2 separate regions of the Callithrix jacchus genome follow, and region 1 is linked to region 2. Evidence: chromatin contacts called from public Hi-C data. All regions are on one chromosome and are shown on one strand. The core of a region is the stretch at or near the end of the contact, and the rest is flanking DNA. Distances in the headings are between cores, read along the strand shown. Region 1 overlaps ZFHX3 (zinc finger homeobox 3). Region 2 overlaps ZFHX3 (zinc finger homeobox 3).

Evidence for each region. Hi-C and Micro-C count contacts between places; a contact is called where the count stands out from the background.
Region 1: a Hi-C map of skeletal muscle shows a contact between it and region 2, with 5 times the contacts expected there. The contact joins two enhancer-like sites. A contact is called at or near these places in 2 of 3 Hi-C or Micro-C datasets (both in skeletal muscle).

The regions. Positions count from the first base shown.
Region 1 is chr20:29,058,197-29,064,792 of calJac240_pri, forward strand. It overlaps ZFHX3 (zinc finger homeobox 3), which reads left to right. Exons shown (of 24, transcript XM_078357602.1): 19 at 6,256-6,363. Among named protein-coding and RNA genes, the nearest start is that of TRNAK-UUU, 670 kb to the left of the region's middle. Within about 2 kb of position 2,990, at least 2 of the 16 cell types and tissues checked have an H3K27ac peak or open chromatin away from gene starts, as enhancers often do. A contact at or near this core is called in skeletal muscle, where this site is marked.
Region 2 is chr20:28,832,015-28,838,020 of calJac240_pri, forward strand. The region is part of intron 16 of ZFHX3 (zinc finger homeobox 3); the gene reads left to right. Among named protein-coding and RNA genes, the nearest start is that of TRNAK-UUU, 450 kb to the left of the region's middle. Within about 2 kb of position 2,502, at least 2 of the 16 cell types and tissues checked have an H3K27ac peak or open chromatin away from gene starts, as enhancers often do. A contact at or near this core is called in skeletal muscle, where this site is marked.

The sequences.
Region 1 (6,596 bases), core at 1,740-4,239, 230 kb after region 2:
GACTTAGAGGGAGAAAAACCGGAGTAGAAGTAACAAGCTGGGAGCAACACAATTGCCTGTCCATCAGCATTGCCCATTGCATTCTGTTATAAGTTCTATTGTAGCAGAATTATAACGCACTGGATTTTATTTGAAATAAGTGGTCTAGGCCTTAGTAGTCATCTTTTATATTGTGGGATTAGATTTGACCTGTATTTGCAAAATAAAGGATGCATATTCTGTAGAATATTTGCAGCCAGTAGAGGTTTCCCATTGATAACAGAATGCCAAGAGGATTGGACACACTAGAGTGTTCTGCCCTCGTTTTCCAGTTGTGCCAGCCAAGGCTTAAAGAAGAAGAGTGATTGGCCAGGGCACACAATGAGTCTCAGGATGCCGCACCTACACAGGAGTTAGAGGAACAAGAGAGCGAGACACAATCCTGAGTCCCTCCTTCTACTCGCCACAGGGACACCAGCAAACGCCACGTGTAGCCGCCACCCTCCGTGTCACTCCTGATGGTCAGAGTGTGCCCGCCTTCCTGCCCGCTTCAGTGGTCGTCCTTGGGTTAATTAGGTTGAAAATGGAGAAAGGAAAAGCTTTAACCCTATCTTCAAAGTAAGCAGATTGGTTATTTTGTTTTTCAAAGGAGAGGTCCTATATACAATTAAAACTTGTTTCTGGTAAACCTCATTCCAGGAAAGATGAGCTTTTAACAAAAGGCTTTTGACAGCTGCAGGCTATTTCATTTTTTTTAATGCCGAATGAAAAATCAATACATTTTTCTGGGTTATACATATTCAGAACAGGCCTGATATTTCCATTATAATGGAAAGTGGGTGTCTGTGCACATCTCGCCTGTCAGAGCTGCACCGCCGCATTTTCCAAGCCACTGCTAAATATTTCAAACCTGATTTGATTGTGGTTCATGACAGCTAATGTTTCTCAGCTCTTGAGCCTGCCGACAGGCAAACGCACTTTATTTCACCCCCACCCTCAAACACCGCTCCCTCCAAAGAAAAAGGAAAGAACAATTTCATTCTTCGGGGATCACAAATTGGTGTATTATTTAAGTAACATGATCATGTGAGAGCCTTGGGTACAGATACCCTGATTCTTAGGAGAATTTCCAAATTTCTATCACACCGAGGCACGATGGGGGCTTTGTCAGGTTTGGGGAAGGTTTGAATTAATTTGCATTATCCTGTTAAGAGTTAGGAACAGAGGGACTAGTCTTAATCATTGATTGATTGACTCCCCTTCCTTCAAGCCTGTAAAGTGATTCGTAGAAAATACCCGCTGGTGGACGTGTCACTCGGCCCCCATTATTAGGGTAAATAGTACCTTTTTTTTTTTAACAACTGGACCATTTTCTTGAGTGACACGTTTGGGGAGTGTGTTCAGTGGGGTTTCAGGGCTGAATGCTGACTTTGTGGCGATGCCACGTCTGTTTTTGGCTTCTGCCTGGTGCTTCTTTAAGGAATGAATTTCCCGGTTGTTCATAAGATTGCAGATTCCCATGGGGCTGCCAGTTGGCACACTCACCTCCTTTGGGAGCGGATTTCACCACCGATGGTGGAATTGGGCAGTCACCTGTATCAAGATGCTAAGTATAAGGTATATTAAGAGATCAGTTTACATTTGTGGTTAGCAAAACCACTTTGATTGAAGGGAAAATTTCTGAGACTGGGGTATCATCACCTTAAAAACTGAAGCTGTCCCAGGAACTTTTCCCTTTTAGGTCTTTATCTGCTGGAATTCTTGCTCTTGAGGACTCTGCACTTAACCAGGAGGCGTGAGTGATGAACAGGCTGGGTTTGGCCAAGCAGTAATAAGTGCTATCTGGGAGAAGCAATTGTAAAAAGGAGGTGGTGATGGAAAGGTTGTTTTTTTTTTGTTTGTTTTTGAGACAGGGTCTCACTCTTTTGCCCAGGCTCGAGTGCAGTGATGCAGTCGCAGCTCCCTGCTGCCTCAGTCTCCCAGGCTCAAGTAATCCTTCTACCTCAGCCTCCCAAGTTAGCTAGGACTACAAGCATCTGCCATCACACCCAGATAATTTCTACATTTTTGGTAGAGATAGAATCTTACATTCTGTTGCCCAGGTTGGTTTGGAACTTCTGAGCTCAAGCGATCCACCCACCTCAGTCTCCCAAAGTGCTGGGATTTATAGGCATGAGCCACCATGCCCAGCCAAAAAAGATATTTTTAAAAGGCCTTCAGTCACTGTTGAACATGGAAATGAAGGGCAGAAGGGACCCTAGGAAGACGCTGTAGTTTTCCAAGATTTGTTTTTATTTCCCTCTTTAACATGAAAATACATATAGGAGGGGGTGCTCCGGTTTGAGGCTACTGTGGGGTGTAACTATCTAAGTGGGCTTCTGCAGGAGTTTTAGAGGCACCTTCTCTGGCGTCTTCTAAAACACAGACCTGTCTGGGATGCGTTGGGCCTGCTACCTCCTGCCGAGAACCAGGGCTGGACTAGGGAAGTGGGAATCACCTCCTCTCCCAGGTCCTGGCCACGCCCTTGTGAAAGCATTCCTGGTGTGCTCTGGCTGGGATCTGAAATATCGTTAATGCTTGAAGGAGAAGCTGGTTTTGATTTATCTGTTTCAGCCTTAAAAGTGGCATAGGGTGAAGGGAAGCAACCCCTTTTTCTGTAGGAAAGACAGGATTTTCCAGATAAAACCGATCGTCCATCAAATCTTTGCTTGTTCCCACCGGCTGTCGGTAGCTGATATTATAGGGGGAAGGAATCTGCAGCTTCTGTAGTAATGAGCCAGGCAGTTGCCACTGACTCTGCAGAAGAGGAGGGAATGAAGTCCGTGATCTGTGGGGGAAAAAAAAAAAAACAAAAAACCTCCCCTTCATTCTCCAGCACGTGTGTATCAAGTCTACATTCCTAAAGAGAACAAGGGCTAGATAACAGCCCAAGGAGCTTAGCATGTGGACACAAATCTGTTTCAGAGCGGGATACCGTTTCGCCCCTGGTTCCCACGTGTTTCCAGGGCAGGGAGACCAAGCCTTTCCCCAGGCCTGGCTCTTGGTACGCGCTTGCTTTATGCTTTCGGAACCAATAAAACACACCCTGTCTGCAAAGCATTGTGGGCCTGAGCTGTCCAGACGCATTTTTAGTTGCATCGCTGTTTTTTAATCATTCCTCTACCTTTATTGGTATTCAGAGCTCAACAGTTTTCCGGTTACTGTCAGCCTGGGCTTTCATCCATTTTAAAGAGCTATTTTTCCTCTTGCTGTTGATGATGATGGTATAAAGACAGATGGTGTAACTGCTTATGAATGTCCTATTTTATTTCTCCAGGACCAGACAGTTCACTTGAAGACATATATTATTTCCACATGCTCAGGTTAGGCAGCCCAGACTCTTGTCTGCCTCCTGCAGCCCGCTGCCCTTCTGGGGCCTCGCCATGCAAAGGGCGACACCTGTAGGTTACGGCTGGAACTGCAGGGCTGAGCCGGCTGGGCTGAATGGGACCTGGTTTTTATGTGGGGGTGGGGGCTAGGACACTGATCCCCTTGCAAGGGAGCTGGCTTATCCAGGATTTTCCTAATCATTTCTTCTTCCACCACGCATAGAACAGCCTTTTAGTGAATGAATCACAAATGATAACATTAAACCTAGGAACTCAAGAAGAGGACTTGATTTGTAAATCTTTAAAAAAAAGAGATGAGCAAAATAAGTTCTTGAAATAACCTCTTTCGTTGATCCTCTCATTGGAACTCAGCTGCCTTCATTTGCTGCCTGCAGTAAGGCAGGGAGGGAAGAAAGCAAAGGCCCAAGTGGGCTCACGGAATGAGAGCTCCAGAAATATTTGCAAAGCAACATGCGGTTTCCTTGCTTGATGCCTCAATGATCTGCTTATACATTACAGTCTCTAGCCTCTCAACACATTTGTTTGGTAAGGCTTGAAGAACTGGGGTCAGTGTCGGTTGACCATGAGTTTTTAACTCTCTGCTCTGATAGCTGCAGGCTGTATGATGTTGCTGGCTTGTGTAATATGACCTCACAGTAGGTAAATCCCTTCCCAGGTCTACTGAGCAGCACCTCCAGACGCTGCTCATCACCATCTCAGAGTGTTCTCTAGTTTGTAGGAGTCAGACTGTCCCCATCTAAGGTGATAATATGTATGCATTAGAGATGAGAGGCCATTGAGCCATTTCTTTGCCTAATCAAATATGATTAACCCATTTATGCTGGAGATTGCAAAAATTGTTTTGTGTGAAAAATCAGACCTTGGTGATGACCTTGAGCAGTTGGCTATAAATAACTCCCACAAGCTTAGCGTTCCAATAATGGAACACTAGGCATAAATGTATTGGTGATACATTTTATGTATTGGGATACATAAATGTATCCCTACCACTACAGATATTTTGTATCACAGCATGTATTGGGACAAATAAGGATCCTTTAAGAGACCTAGCTCATCTGGGTCGACCCAATGTAATAAATAATATTAATTGACCAAATGCTGGTATCACCATTCAAAGATGAATTTTATCATTATAATGTTGAACAATTTTATTGAAAGCCTAAAAATGTGCGTGGAACATCCCATCTGGGCATAATGAAGGTAGTTTCTGTGTCATGCTGTGTGATGTGTTCCTGCTCTACTGACACCTATATATGTTTTCTGTACTAAATGATGTATGGTGTTAATGTGGGCTCTGTATCTGATTGACTTCAAGCTGTGGTTGCCTGATTTTTCTCCATTTGAACTAAGGGTAGAGTAGGGAGACTTGATGCTGACTTTACTGTGCAGCGAGACAAGAAAGGAGACAGAGAGATTATATGTGGAGTCCTGAGTTGGAGATGAAAATTAGCAGCACCACACTTCACCTGTGTTCCCAGTGACTGCCTCATAAACTCCCTCTTGGCAATAAGGAAGAAGGAACATTCCGTGACACTAGTTCAGTTTTCCAGACCTTGGACCCCCATCATCTCTTGAGTCAAGACAATCTGATTCTAAAGAGATACCTTCTTCCTCAGTGTTTTAGAAACCCTCTGAAACCAATGTACTTTGTGCTCCTATTCCTTCCTTCAAGAGATACATTCAGAGGCTGTTTTCTAGAGGGTCAGAAGGCATGACACTGAAAAATTGAAAAGTAGCATTGGGGTAGAGGCTGTTTTCTAGAGGGTCAGAAGGCATGACACTTTGAACTAAAGTAGCACTCTGGGGTTGGAGAGACCTGTGGCGGTGCTGGACAGAGCCCTGATCCAGTGTTCTAAGCCAGACTCAATACTTCCTGGCTGGGGTCTGGTCACGACTAAATACCCAAGAAAATGTGCTCTTCACAGTCACCTAATAATTACATTGTTATTAAAATTATGTCACCTTGGTTTGTCCACTTTATTCATTCCCTTAGCCCAGTCTTGCTGAATGTATGCTTTGGATAATGATCCAGAGGGCCAGAACAGCAAGAGAAAAGTGTGTCGCTTTGTTTCCCTCAGCATCTAGAGTATCTTATTCTCTTCTTCCCCACTTGGCCGGATGGCATTTCCCTTCATAAGCAACCTAAAGTTGGCAGCGGTCATTCTGCCTTCACTATAGCACTGTGTACTGAACTGGAGAGACGTTTCCTGCCTTCATATTAAACCCATCGTGAGTGAGGATGGAATTGCTTCAAAAAGAAAGTGTATTCTACAAATCTCGCTTCCCACCACTGCCTCCTGGCATGCTCACCAGATGCCATTTGGTTTCTGGAACTCTTCAAACCGTTGAACTCATATCACTGCTACTCTATGACCCTTCACAACAACTCACACACACTGTGGCACATGCATAGGCACTGTGAGCCCTGTGAGGGGTCAGTGATTGGGGATGGTCTAGGCCAATGCCAGGAGGCTCGGAATGGAGCTAGGCCTGAAGGGAACAGGTGGGCACGTCTTGCATTTTCAAGTGTAAAAGACTTGCATGTGACTTCAGGGATTCAGGTGGAGTTATTGCTTCAGCCAGGATTGGTTTTTCAGTTAGAACTGCTCAAGTGAAGCATTCAGAATCTATCTAGAAATACCTAATGGCCACACAACTGGAGCAAGTCACAGCCTCATACCAGCTGTTTACCCAGAAGGAAAGTCCCCACTGCTTACCCAGACCTCGCTGTATCCTCAGCACAGGCAGCCATCCAGGGGCCACTGGAAAGAAAACGGCATGAGTCATTGGTGCCTGTCTTGTGGTTGGCAGTGCTTTGCAATAGGGACCAGAAGGCCTTCATCTTCTCTTTATGTTTAACCCTTGACATGTTTTTCTTCTGTTTCAGAAGAAGCCATTGAAGATGTTGAAGGACCCAGTGAAACAGCTGCTGATCCAGAGGAGCTTGCTAAGGACCAAGAGAGTGGAGGCGAGAAAGACCAGGGAAAGTGGACAGGTAGTGTGCGTGGCTGCCCTCCAGCCTTCTTATCTTTCATTCCCTGGAAGAATGGAGCTAACAGGTCAGGGAGTGGACACATCCCTAGTCTGCCCAGAAAACGATGTTGGCTTTGGGTGAGTGGGAAGGGGATTTTGTTTTACTTTTTTGAGTAGTCACCTTCATTCTCCTTATTATACTATATTCTACTATGTTTTTAAGCGGTTAAGTTTCTTAAGTGGCGCCAAAGCAAA
Region 2 (6,006 bases), core at 1,252-3,751:
ATGGCCCTGCCTGGGCGCAGAGGGAAGGCCTCTCCTTCAGGCTGGGGCCTGCTTGTCGGAATGCATCAGGGCAAAGCCTTGAAGGTACATTGTGAGAAAGTTACACGTCATCTTACTTCTCTCCATGCTTTGAGATCCTCGGAGACAAGTCCTTAAATAAATAGAGTATAATTTAAAGCTCACCCTAGCTGGGGAACCTGTTTCGTTGCCATCAGCAGCAGGTGTGAGTTTGTAGAGTTGGCCCCTCGAGTCCCCTCATTCCTAAATTCAGGAGGTGTCAAACCTTCATGTTCAGTTAATGGCTGTGGTTTCTGGCTAGGTTTCAAGGGAAACCCTGAAAATCACAAGTTCCAGGAGGCTGGGCTCCAGGAGGACGTGTGAGTGCTGTGGTGGGGACTTCATTGGGTAGGGAAATACACATCTTCCAAGGCAACCTGATCAAGAAAGGCCCCAGCAAGGAATGTGAGTCTGCTCCTTGTTATCAGAACAGCCATTGGGAGCCTGAGATTCTGAATCTAGTTACTTCACCATGAAAAACCATGAAGGCAAAGGTGAGGTGTGAGGAAAGTCAGAAGACCACGGTCCCAAATAATTAAAGGGTTTCAAGAATGGGGTCTTTGGAGAGAGGTACATACCTGGGTGTTTGCACACCTGCATTTGTGTTCATTCGGTTTCGCAGAGACCCTGAAGGCACCCTTTCACAGAGTCTATAGCTGTGATGGCCAAAAGAAACTTTTCCTCTCCCCCTTTTCTAAATTACAGGACTAAGGAGATTGTCCGCGTGGTGTTTCCAGCATAGTTTTCAGAAAGCATGTAAAGTGCCTCTCAGAGTGGGCTGGGGTCACACTTGGCTCTTTTATTTAATTACACAAGTGTTATTTAACAACATGGAGCAGATGCAGAAGCGGCTCTTTTACACTTTAAAAATAGCCCTTTCGGAATCACAGGGAATTAAGTGACTTGGAGACCTTCTGTCTTTATGACATGGGTCACTTCCCTCTCTCAACCCTTTTTTTTTGTTTGTTTGAAATGGCTGCACTTTCTATGAGATAGAGCTACTGTTTTCCCTTTCTTCTGTAAACAGTATTGATGGACAGGGAACTATTGAGAAACACTTGCTAACTATTCCAGAATGATGATGATGATAATAATAATAATACATGCTGCTTCCCTAACCACCTGACACTTTATTTTGGTTCCTTTCCTTCCATTTTTTTTTGTTTGTTTGCACAAATGAATGTTAAGGGAGGGTAGAAAAGGCTCAAATAAAAAGGCACTCTACACAGGCCTCTGCCTGACTCTTTCCAACAGGGCGAAGTGCCTGCCTTCCTGCAGCTTGAAGGTTGAATTTCACTGCTGTGTCTGTCAACTCAGTGCCAACTGTAGAGCCCAGTGGCGAGGAGCTAAAATAAGCGAGATTTTGGTTTTTATTATTCTGACTTTAAATGATGACTGCTAGACACTCCCAGGACTGGCCTGGCTCATCTTGGGTGACTCAAAGGTGGTTAGTTCATTAGAGTACATCCATAATTACAGACTGCTGGAAAAGTCTTATCTGGGGCTAGCGGTGATTTGGCTTAGTTCGTTTATTTCTGGTCACAAGCAGCATCAAGGAAACATGTCCTTATTGTCACTGTGTGCACTTTTTAGTGTATCTTTCAGGGGGTGGAGCTTTTTGTCTTCCTCCTACACATTATCAGTAAGAATCTGGAAATACTTGAGGGCCCAGAGCAGACCCTTACTTAAGAAATTACTTTTATTGCTAAGTTGTAACAGTGAGTGTCATCTTAAAAAGTAAATATTTAAGTGACTAAGCAACATTTTATAAAAGTGTAGCGAACTGGCTTATTTAAAGGGGAAGAAAGTGAATTGTCTTTATAAAACTCTCCTTTTGGCTGGGCATAGTGGCACGCGCCTGTAATTCAAGCACTTTGGGAGGCTGAGGCGAGCGGATCACCTGAAATCAGGAGTTCGAGATCAGCCTGACCAAAATGGTGAAACCCCATCTCTACTAAAAACACAAAATTAGCTGGGTGTGGTGGCACGTGCCTGTTATCCCAGCTATGCTACTCGGGAGGCTGAGGCAGGAGAATTGCTTGAACCCACGAGGCGGAGGTTGCCGTGAGCCGAGATCGCACCATTGCACTCCAGCCTGGGCAACAAGAGTAAAACTCCTTCTCAAAACAACAGTTAACAACCACCACCACCACCACCACCCCACCACCTCACCTTTTAGGAGTAACTCACCTGCTTCTCAGCTCCGAGCATTTAGCCTTGATTTGCAGGTAGGCAGCAATGATTCTGGCCTGAAGAAACTTGTGTAAACTCCATCTCACACTCAACCCACACTATGGAGCTAATGGACTGAAGGTGCCTGTCAGTTACCTGAAGAAGTACAGTGTGTGCTGTGGTTTATACTTTCATTTGTTATTAAAATGATTGCTTGCTGTTAGCCTGGCCTATTTCTGTGATGTTTGGGCCTGTTGGCCTGTTCTGGTTCCCAAGGCTAGTGCAATTAACCAGGATGGGGGTGTTACTGTAAAAACACAACAGGAAGGCCGATTCCATTGTAGTGAACTTCATAGGGGTATCCAAATGCTCTGGTATGAGAATTTGATGGTAACGGTTAATATTAGAAGTCACAGCACAGCTCAGAACCACCGTCCTGTGCCTGAGTTAAAAACTGTGGTCAGGGGAAATGGGAACCCAGTTTTAATAGAATCCAGGCAAGGGAATTCCTTGGCAGGAGCTACTTTAAGTCATAAAGGGTGCCTGTTCTCTCCAAAGCAGAGTGTCCTGTGTCCTTAGGCCACTCAGATTGAGAAAGGAACACACAGAAGCTACGGTTGTGTCAAACCGCCCCGAGGGAGAGACCCAGGCAGAAATCTTGGCTCATTGGCAAGCCACTTTCAAAATCCAGATTAAAGAGAAGCACTACAAAATCAACAACTGTCAGATGGCTTTTCTCTATGATTTAAAGCTGACTGCCGGATTGATCTCTTTGAACATGTGCAAAGTGGCAGTTAGATGTCGGAGGGTTAGCTTCTTGGGGCTAATAGGGTAAATGACTCCTATATGGACAGAAACTGGGGACAGAGGTGTGGAGCAGGGTTTAGTGCTGACTGGCAGTAGCAGTGTGCTAAAGCTTCAGAAATAGGGAAAGAACTGGAATGTTTCTTTCTAGTTTTCATTCTTTGGGCCAGGGAACAGGTAGGTGAGGACCAGGCCATGGTTGCAGTGATGGGTATGTCTCTGCAGAGTTATTTGCCCAAGGAAGGTACTTGGCTTTTAACATTTAAAGGTGATTTTTCTTTTCTTTGATGTTTCTGCCCTTCTTTACCCTTCATTCATGGAGTTTCTTGCTTTTACAAGAATAAAGGCTCAACTAAAAACAGGGAGCGAGACACAGGAAGTTTGCAAGGTGGCAAATTCAGCCCTGTTTCAGAGCAAGACTTCTCTTTTGTTGGTTTTAACCCCAGACAGGGGATCTTAGCAAAATGCCTGGGCTTTATCTGCCTTTTGGGTGACAACCTCTCCCTGTCCACCAGAGGGTCACCACAGCAGTCTCATCAATACGAGGATTCCTGCCTGGGGGTTTTGATGTGTGCTTTTCCAGAGGGGCCTTAGCTGGCCCTCTGTGTCTTGATGGGGCTTAGGTGGTTCTGCTGCGCATTCTTTGAGCTTTGGTATTAACACATGTGCTGCCTCTAAGATTTTTCCATCCTTTTCCCTCCCTGGAGTCAGGTCTAAAGCTTCCAGTGAGGCAGGGAAAACATGTGCTGCCCTTCTACCCCTACTCTTGGCAGCGAGTGGTTTGAGATGAAGCCATTGAAACTCCCCTGCAAGGAAGCTGGCCCACCTTGAGAAGAGGGGCCTGTGCTGGGGTGCCTCTCACTTTCTATTCTGCTTGATTTTTGGGAGGAAGCTGATCACAAAGGGCCTGAAAGGCTTTCTTAAATGGTGACCTTGAGTTGAATTTCAAGTGGGTCTTTTGGGATAGCAGTTAGGAATGTATGGAGCACCTTCAGTCATCTGCAGGGGGACCTGGACTGGAACTGGGAGAACTGGCTCCACTGGACTCTGAAAACGCAGTGGAATTTTCATCTGCTGCTGACCTCACCCTCTGTCCCAAAAGTTAACTTGGCCACAAAACCTTTGATCTGAGAGTGAGACCCTTGTCTCTGTGCTTCTAGGGCAGGCGTCAGTGACTGCTTGTTCTCTGTATAGGGGAGAGGGTGTTACTGAATGAGTAGGGCTCAGGACTTAGGGCGATTTGGGGTGCTTAGGCATGATTGGGGCTTTCACACTGGAGAGGTCATGTGTAGACTTCTTGATGGGGGCTCTTTCAGGAAGGAGGAGGCAAAAGAACAGTTTGGCTTCTTTCTTGATTGTTCCTGCCTCCATCCAGGAGTGTGACTGGAGAAAATTGCTGAGTGTATCGGTTGGGCTCGGTTTTGGATAAAGGTCCGCTGCATACATCTGTCACAGGCTCTGCATTCAGAATTAAAATTCCAGTTCAGAGGCTGTCGCCTGTCTGTCTTCTCATTTGAATCTCCTTAGTGGAGAGGCAGGAGGTGGATTAGCTGAGTGCGGAAAGACCAAGGGGCTTAATCAGAGAGTTGATCTCAGCCCTGTATCCCCCCAAAAGTCATATAACTGCCTGTTCAGATATGGAAGTCTGTCTCCCTTCAGTTATCCAAATAGCACTTTTCAAAAGCCTTTAAACTCCTGAAAGTCCATAAAAAGTACATATGTGTAGACATCAGCCGAGCGGCTACCGATGCTTCCAGTTCCGGAGTGGCCTGTTTCGGGACTTCTCTCTTCCCAGCATCTTTGTCCCGTGGCAGTTGCTGGAGAACACACGTGTGCCTTTCTTCTCCATCTCCCAACTTTTCTGTTTTTTAAACAATCGTTCTTAACTACTCAAGAAACAATGCAAGCCTCTTCCACCATTTCAGGCCCTGCTTCCTAAAATGCTCTTTGGCTCAAGGCCTTGGTTCTCGATGTACATTTGGCTGGCTGGGGGAGTGGTTTCTGCCTCCCTTGTGATAGCTCCGCTGTTTCTCTGTGGCCTATCTGCATCAAGGTTAAAGTGTCAGGTCAGCTTCTAGACACTAGAAGAGGCCCGTGGATTTCAGTGTGCACGGCAGGAGGTTGGTGTCACTACTCAGGTGATTGCTTTTTCCGACAGAGTCTTGAATAGTGTCCCCTTTTAAAATTTGATACATAATTGAGATGGGCATTGATGAAGACTTTCAGTCTTTGTACTTGACTGTATGAATGTGTATTACCTGGGCCCGTGTTGGTTGGTTTTTCATAAGGTAGTATTTTACCCTCTTTAAAAATGTCGTTTAAGTAAAGAATGGCAGAAATGACAATAGTAGGATCCCCTCACCCCTGGACACCCTTTTTTAACGGAGGAAGTCGAAGCTGGTTTTTCCTTCAACAGATACAAAATCCTGAGGTTTATTTGGGGAAAGCAGAGAACGTTTATGCCGTTTGGGAAAGGACTGTCAATGTATTTTGCCCTTGCTGGTGAAACTATAAAAATTGTCCAGACAGTGGAAAAATGGGGTGACAGAGGAAATCCTGGTGCAGACTTCCAGATGTCTAACTGGAAGGAGGTGTGGTCTTCCTCATTGGTGAAAGGTAGGAAATAATTACAGAATAAAACAGGGCAGGGCCTGGCCGAGGACCAGAGCGCTGCTTGTGAATCTTTTTCAAATGGGGACTCACGGTGAATGGGAGAAGCAAAGGGGAATAAAAAAAGCCCACTCTTTGGAAAGGTGGTCTCTGCTCTTTGCTGTGGGCCTTACATGCTCTGCTGAGGCCATCGGTGGGAGGCCCACGCTGTGCGACTTTGGACCAGGAATTTAATCTCTCTGAGCCTCACTTCTTTCACCTGTAAAATGGGCATAATGTGTACCTTACATTTGTAGTGGGACGTAAATGAAATAGGAGGCAGGCCTTCACGGCACTTTGAATACTGAATAGCCTCTCCAGATA